Linked DNA regions of Oncorhynchus mykiss: region 2 is linked to region 1. The links are chromatin contacts, called in public Hi-C maps. All regions are on one chromosome and are shown on one strand. The core of a region is the stretch at or near the end of the contact, and the rest is flanking DNA. Distances in the headings are between cores, read along the strand shown. Region 1 holds the start of LOC110532278 (ADP-ribosylation factor-like protein 8A). Region 2 holds the start of mrgbp (MRG/MORF4L-binding protein).

Evidence for each region. A called contact is a pair of places that touch in the nucleus more often than the background predicts.
Region 2: a Hi-C map of liver shows a contact between it and region 1, with 3 times the contacts expected there. The contact joins the promoter of mrgbp here to the promoter of LOC110532278 in region 1. A contact is called at or near these places in 2 of 3 Hi-C or Micro-C datasets (blood and liver).

What each region holds. Positions count from the first base shown.
Region 1 is chr9:48,992,179-48,995,938 of USDA_OmykA_1.1, forward strand. It overlaps LOC110532278 (ADP-ribosylation factor-like protein 8A), which reads left to right and starts at 2,457. Exons shown (of 7, transcript XM_021616025.2): 1 at 2,457-2,904; 2 at 3,474-3,554. The coding sequence starts at 2,782. LOC110532277 (tyrosine-protein phosphatase non-receptor type 7-like) reads left to right here. Exons shown (of 10, transcript XM_021616024.2): 6 at 116-253; 7 at 369-479; 8 at 630-787; 9 at 1,212-1,325; 10 at 1,829-2,357. The coding sequence ends at 1,997.
Region 2 is chr9:49,161,190-49,165,226 of USDA_OmykA_1.1, forward strand. mrgbp (MRG/MORF4L-binding protein) reads left to right here and starts at 2,360. Exons shown (of 6, transcript XM_021616036.2): 1 at 2,360-2,753; 2 at 3,365-3,486; 3 at 3,616-3,697; 4 at 3,787-3,861; 5 at 4,015-4,037. The coding sequence starts at 2,594. It overlaps LOC110532286 (DNA-binding protein inhibitor ID-1), which reads left to right. Exons shown (of 2, transcript XM_021616037.2): 2 at 1-500.

The DNA of each region.
Region 1 (3,760 bases), core at 1,207-3,706:
TGTAAAGAGTGATACGGTTGGTTTACGTGGGTGTATCATGTCAACCAAGGAAACCCACAGGAAGTCAAAGTGGAAACGAACGACACAGCCTCAACTCTTGCTGTCTCCCACGCAGGGTTACAACGGTGCACCCAGAGCCTACATCGCCACCCAGGGCCCCATGCTCAACACTGTGCATGACTTCTGGGAGATGGTGTGGCAGGAGGGATCCACCACCATTGTCATGATCACCAAGCTAAAGGAGAAGAACGAGGTGACAGGGAAATGTCCATTTTATCCCACCTCCATAGCTTTCATCAATGGTTTCCGTTGACAGACATATTGATGTTTACGTCTACAGTCTACAAAAATTGTGTCCTGTTTTTCAGAAGTGCGAGCTTTACTGGCCAGAGAAGGACGGCAGCTATGGCAGATTTGAGGTCAGAGTGTCCATTGTGAAAGAATGTGATGGCTACACCATTCGAGATATGATTATACAGGTGAGATAGTAGGTTATTATCATCTGTAAAGTGTGAAGTAATGCCAGTCAAAGTGCTGGGTTACACCAGTTTTAAAATTCCGAACTTCTGAATGAATGATTGAATGAAAGAATGAACCAAATAATTCACTAACAACAATGTGTCTGACAGGTGGGCTCAGAGAACAGGCAGGTAAGACACTACTGGTACTCCACATGGCCAGACCACCAGACCCCAGACTGCACTGGGCCCCTGCTCAGACTGGTGGTGGATGTGGATGAACACAGGCAGTCCATACCCAGCCCAGGACCCACAATCGTCCACTGCAGGTCCCACTGGCACACCCCTTAACACGGGTTCTCATTAGCTATCAATATAATAAATGTGAAAGATCAAACAATGACGTATGATAGAATGTCCTTGAAAAGAAAATAGCCCTGGGCTACTTGAACGGATCTCACTTCCAGAGGATTTATACGTTGCGACACCTTAGGGAGGCTCCTTTCACATACCATGTCAGTCAGAATTAGGCTCCGAAATGATTCATGGTGAATGGCTTGAATTCACTTACTGACGGCAAAGGTGAATGCTATGGAATTCCGTTTGTGTTGTGATATACAGTATAATGTACAAGTGGGCTGTGTATTTCTGGTAGATACTGTATCAGAAAGATTGAAGTATAAATACATTGTATGACAGACGTTTGAATGTTACAGCTCTATTTGACATGATCTCATGTTCTCTGTCTTGCAGTGCAGGGATTGGCAGAACAGGTTGTTTCATCGCCAGCAGCATTGGATGCCTACAGCTGCAACACACTAGTAAGGCTGATGTGCTTCAGATCGTCTGTAAGCTACGCCTCGACAGGTACTAGCCACTACACACTTTGGCCATCCGCCCTACTTCTGGTAGTAACCTGTTGCCTAGTCACCTTACCCCTATACATGTCTACCTCCATCACTCCACTATCCCTGCACATGTAAATATGCTATTGAAACTAATTTTTTAAATATTTCCTGTATATAGTATGCTTACTAACTTAATTGCGTATTTCATATTTATTATTCTTATTTCTCGTGTTTTTTCTTTATTTCTAGTAATACACTGTTATTGACTATTGCATTGTTGGGCTTTGAGTTCGCAAGAAAGGCATTTCACTGTACTCGTGCACGTGACATTAAAACTTGAAACTAAAGTGACAAGCAAATTTAAACCAAACTCTGTTACTTATCACATAAACTATCAAGTGAGCACTTTGGTTCAAACACAGCATTTGATATTTATCTTGAGTTATGAAAAAAATGGTGTAGTTTGGGGATGCTGCCCTAATCGATGCTGCTCCCTCACTCTCTCTGCCTCTGTGTTTTTAGGGGTGGTATGATCCAGACCAGTGAGCAGTACCAGTTCCTGTACCTCACCCTGGCTCAGTACAGTAGGCAGCTGAGGAACACAGACAGTGGCTCAGAGAGCCCTGTCCCTATCCAGACCATTAAAACCACGGGGACATGCGGTGACAGAGAAAACCCAGCTAAAACTTGATATTTCCGCATGGGGGAATAAGCTCCTGGAAATCTGCTCACACACTGTGGCCATCTCATCCTCTTGACCGTGATATTGATTGTGGCATTTTTATGGGCATGTGATGTGGTACTCACCACACCATGCAGTTAGAATTTTATTGAACGTCATTATTATTAATATTGTCCATATTTGCTACCATGATAATAAAAACAAGTATTATGCATAATGTCCTTGGCTCTAATTAGACCTTAATTGCAGTTCACTAGACATGCTGAAGTAGATAAATACATGTATTATTATTTGATGCTTTTCCAGGTTCCAGGTTTATTTCATCATTGATCATTCATTCATTACATGTGGTGATATGTAGAACAGAAAATAAATACACAAAAGCTACGGTAATGTTCCTTCTCTCCAGCAGAGGGCAAGTCTCGGGAAAGCAGAGCCTCATTTGCGCTGAGTACCCTCTTTATCGAGAACTCCTCTCACTACGTGATTCTGAAACCCCACTCAATGAGGAAGAACAACCCTTATTGGAAAATACAGACAGGGAGGAAAGAGGCATAGTAAACAAGGCAGATAACTGAAAAAAACCCATCAAATAATATAGCCAACACGTGCGCGCAAAACAGATTATTTAGCGAGTATTCATTATAGGCACGCTATTCGTTCTGTATGTAACGTTACTGTGTTGCCACTGCACGCTAGATAGCGCTAGCTAGGGAACTTGTAACTCACGTTAGCTAGCTGGCTAGCAAGCTCCCTTTCCCAGTAGTAGCAGTGCCATCACAACGCTCCCAGAATGATCGCTTTGATCAACAAGCTCCTTGACTGGTTTAAAGCACTATTTTGGAAGGAGGAGATGGAGTTGACTTTGGTGGGGCTACAGTATTCGGGAAAGACAACCTTCGTGAACGTGATTGCGGTACGGTCAATCATTTATTACTGTCCTCTGATCTGCTGATGTGTCCTTGTTGAACAGATCGAGATGTCCGCTCGTGTGCTCCACCAACGCAAGCGCTTGCTAGCTCAGCAGTTAGATAGCGTTAGCTAGCTTCTGTTGTTATATCCATTTTGTATCACGTTAGCTAGCTACGTCTCGATGACATAATTTAAATATCGGCTTTAGCGAGGAAGCTAACGTGTGTCGTTGCTGACATGTACGGGCGCTGATGATGACCCTAGCTCTGTTCGCTTAACGACAGCATGCACATGAGGCATGCAGTAGTGTCACCACACCGTGACCTGTGGAAACGGACAATACTCGCCTATTATCATCCCCCCATCACACACGTGTATGTCCTGACAGTTCACTTGTGCACAGTGCATTCAATCGTATTTCTTAAGTCCCTTTCATGAAATTACTAGGGTCAGTTTTATGAGCGACAGGATCATATTTTACAATTTAAGTCCTAGCAATATTACAAACAGTATTTGCCAGGTGATTTCATTTAACTTAATCTGTAACCCACCTCTATTCTTAACCCCTTGCAGTCAGGCCAGTTCAGTGAAGACATGATTCCCACAGTGGGCTTCAACATGAGGAAAATCACCAAGGGAAACGTCACCATTAAGGTCAGTACACTGCCAGGTCAACGGACAGGGGTCAGGCCACTTAATAGTCATACTTGATTCATCACTTGGTTACTCCAGCGAGAGCGAGTTAAGTATTTAGGGGGATCTTGGATGGGCTCTCGGATTGACTGTGACTTACTGAAGCTATTTTATTAATTGTGAAAGGTGTAAAACGGATTAGCTTCACAGTATCAAGGCTGTATTGA
Region 2 (4,037 bases), core at 1,110-3,609, 170 kb after region 1:
CGATGTTGCCAGCCATGCATGACATGTCGTCGCATCTTATGTCTTACATCCAGCAGTGGAACGACGTTGAAGTCCATGATGTGCATAGATAGACATTCAGGAGTTGAAACTTACGAAGTGTCAGGTCAGCGGCGCTGTCCCCAAGCAGCCACAGGTGTCCTGCTGTCACCAAGAAGAGCGGTGCGCGCCATGAAGACAAGTGTGCTGGTCGACCTGAGGATGACAATCAACAACAATGCATCCTAACCCAACGAGCTCTTAGATGTTGATACATGTTGGACTTTATGTGAAAGAATCTTTCATTCCATGTTCGATTTCTATTTTCTGTATTTTGTTCAAGTCATACCTAGAAAATATGTATATGTTTTTTTGCAAAAAAAAAGTAAATTTCTCAGATTGAGCTATATTTGTATTGTATATTACAATGATGCAGATGTGATCCCAATATTGTTTTTATAACAATGTACTTATGGTGTTTTTATTAAAACAGATATGGTAGATGAGTGTTTCCTGCTCCTTTTTCTTCATTCTTTAGTTTGAACCTTGTTTATTCACAACACACACGTTGATAGCTGTCGCCTACTACCTTGGTTTAACTTTTAGCAGTTATATTTCCACACAAAGCGTCGTTTTAGCAGGCATGGACGATTACAATAAGTTCAATCAACAGAACCATCTTTGGATCTACTAAGCAACCAAATCAAGACAACAGTATGTTGCTTAACAATTATTGCATTGACACAAGTTTAATTTGTCACGTTCAGTTTCCAGCAGGTATAAACGGTACAGCGAAATGCTTACTTGCAAATTCCCTCAACAGTGCCGTATAAATAAAAGCAATCAAGTATGAGTAAAACATTTGTCATTCTGACAACTCACTGCCATTTTGAATCGATGGATCTTTACTCTTACTAATTCAGAGTATGACAACGTTAATGAGCTACATATATGCTTAATGTTACTTACACAGCTTATAACACTTGGATATTATCCAAACTATTCTAAAATTAAGTGAGCATTCAACATAAAATAATCTATTCAGGTTTCCATAATATACCTACACTTGTGTACCTCTATAGGCCTACTTATAATTTAACTATAAAACTGCCTAATTGAAATAACCTAGGCATTCAGCATAGCCCTCAAAAGTGGGTAATGAATATTAATGATATACACAGAATGGTTTAGATTATGAGATTTATTCATTTTCAACATCCAATATTATTTATGCTCTCATATTCAGTTATAACTTTAGCCTACTATTCACGATCTCTCTCACACACACAGCGAGTCTCCTTTCTTGGCTGCGATCCCGACCCATCTGCAGCCTGGCTCACGGATTACTGTTTGTTAATGTTTCAATCAGCTGTGCGCCGAGGAATGTGAGGCTATTTAACCTGAACTTCCCCAGGTGTGCGGCGGCGCCGCTCAGTCTGGGCCCGCCTGCCCTTTCCTGCCCTTGGCACGATGTTATCACATAAACACAATCCCACACTGACTCGGCTTTAAAACATTAGCGCCGCAGCTGTGCACACTGCACTGCAGGGGATTTAGAGCCGCGTTACATCTGGGAGTGGAAATAAATACAACTGTTGAATAGAGCCTACTATCTACCATAGATTTGTCCTGAGTCTCCTGAGCTATTTTAACGTGTGTTACTGAAATCCACGAATGAGGCATGAACATGACAAACTGTGTTATTATAATGTACTGTGGTAAAAAGCTGAAACTGAAAAATAAACCGTATAAATGACTTGTATAATATCAATAGTAGGCATAGCCAATTACAAGTGAACCTTGTTTGTTAGTTTATGTAATGCCAACCATGAGACTGGAAATGAATGTTAATTTTACACTTGGCATAACTCTTTACTCTTTGTAGGTTATAATATTACCCTGTTGGATACGAACATAACTAAGACATATAGCCAATTATCAATCTAAAATAAAAAGCAATGTGGCATTAAAACAAAATCATTATACATTGTTCAATACATCTGACATGCAGCTCCTCTTTTCAATAGTATTTTTTCTCTGTTCAATAGTAATGTTATCATACGACCGTATTATGAGTAGTCCTATTCAATAGTGTCTATTCCATTGTATTTAATTTTACTGCGCTGAATGAAGTCTGGTGAAGCAAGAAGACGCAAGGTCATATAGCGCTCTCTTGTGATGATACATGGTTCGTACAGGCAGCCCCTTATCTTCTTTCCATAGGCAATCATTGGGTAATAAAGTGAGTGATACAATGTATCGAGTCTAGACTGGACACAGTGCAACATTGTAACCGTAAGCAGGGGAATGCGGCTACCCCAGAGCTCCAGACCTGTCCAGTTTGTGTGCACGAAGAGGGCCTCAAATATGGAATGCCCTGTCTAAATGTAGCCTGGTCACATATACACATTGTAGGCCTACTTTACCGAGGTTTGTGCACATGCAAAATAATACATTTCAAAAATGATATTATTATAGCAAGCCTATCAAAGTATTGTATGTATTGTATCAAACATCTCTGGGTGAAAGCGCATCCCAGTTGGATAACCGTTTTACCAGTGATAGGGGCGCTGTTCTCTGTCCTGCTGGCAGTTTTATGTTATTGAAAGAGAACAACAGCATGGGGGAAGCCGAGGTTGTTCCAGCCGACGAAAAACAGGCAGACTCGGGGATCAGTCACATCGAAGACTCGGTGGTATGGAGTCAAGAAGTCGAGGTGTGCCTGTTCCATGCAATGCTAGGTCACAAACCCGTAGGTAAGAATATAAAGTTAGCAAGCTAACCGTATGGTAGCTTGCTAACTCAACGTTAGCTAACGAGCTGTGTGTTGATCGTGTAGGCCTGAAAGCCCCAGGTTATAGTGGAGACGTGACGCAGAAGACGAGACAAGAGCCACAATCACAACAAACCCCCAACAACTTAGCTAGCCAGCTTATCCACAGCTAGCTATCTACTCATAGCCAGATAATGACACATCTCAATGAACTCACACAATCATTTACAATTTTAGCTTGCTAGCTAGCTAAACATCTGCATGTTCTCTCAAAGTGTGTTGGTCAAATGTATTCACTGAGATAGCGTTCGGTAGCAAGCCAATTGAACTTCCGGTCTGACATACACATCTGGAAATCATAACACAAACAGCTTCTCTTCCCAAAATCAATTGCTTTGCCTTTAATTAAATTATTTTTACCTGCCGTTAGCTTATTGTACTAGCTAAAGAAGAAGTAAACTAGCTATCTCTAGTTTTACTTTTGGCCAAAATATTGTTCTTTGTTATGATCCATAACTAGATTTGAATGGTCTGACTATAGAATATTGAATCAGATTGTCAACCTACCACTTGGTCCGGAATTTTTTTCTGTAGGGGTAAATCGTCACTTTCACATGATCTGCATCCGGGATAAATTCAGCCAGAATATTGGGAGGCAAGTGTCATCAAAGGTGATCTGGGACCACCTGGGAACTATGTATGACATGTCAGCCTTGGTGAGTAAAGCATCATGATCTTTGTCTGGCATTTGTAATAGATTGTAATAGATTGACAGTCAGCTGTAATTTTTGTTTTTATGTAATACTGAACACTAATGATAAAGTCACACATTCTGTCCACTGCAGCATGAGTCTGAAATATTGCCGTTTCCCAACTCAGAGAAGAGCTTCAATCTTCCAGACGAGATTATTCAACAAGTAAAAGAAGGTAAAGTCTCTTTTTTCAGAATCCACTATACTTACTCAAATGCTGAACTACTGGAAAGTCCATACTCTCTCTCTTTTTGCCTCAAACAGGTAAACTGGTATCCGAGGACGACGTGAAAGACGATTTCAAAGAAGAACGAGACCCCCCAGCCATGCATGAAGAAGGTTCTCTCTCATTCAGATACATTAGCTATGTTTCCCCTCCTATGCCCCCCTCTTCCTCTCCTCTTTCTCTCTGACTTGAGTCCGTGCATCTCTTCTCCTTTGGCACAAAAAGCGACATCCCTCACCCTGGTCGTTTGTGTCTCGTTTTTAAAGGTCTGAGTCCCAGTATGGCTGCT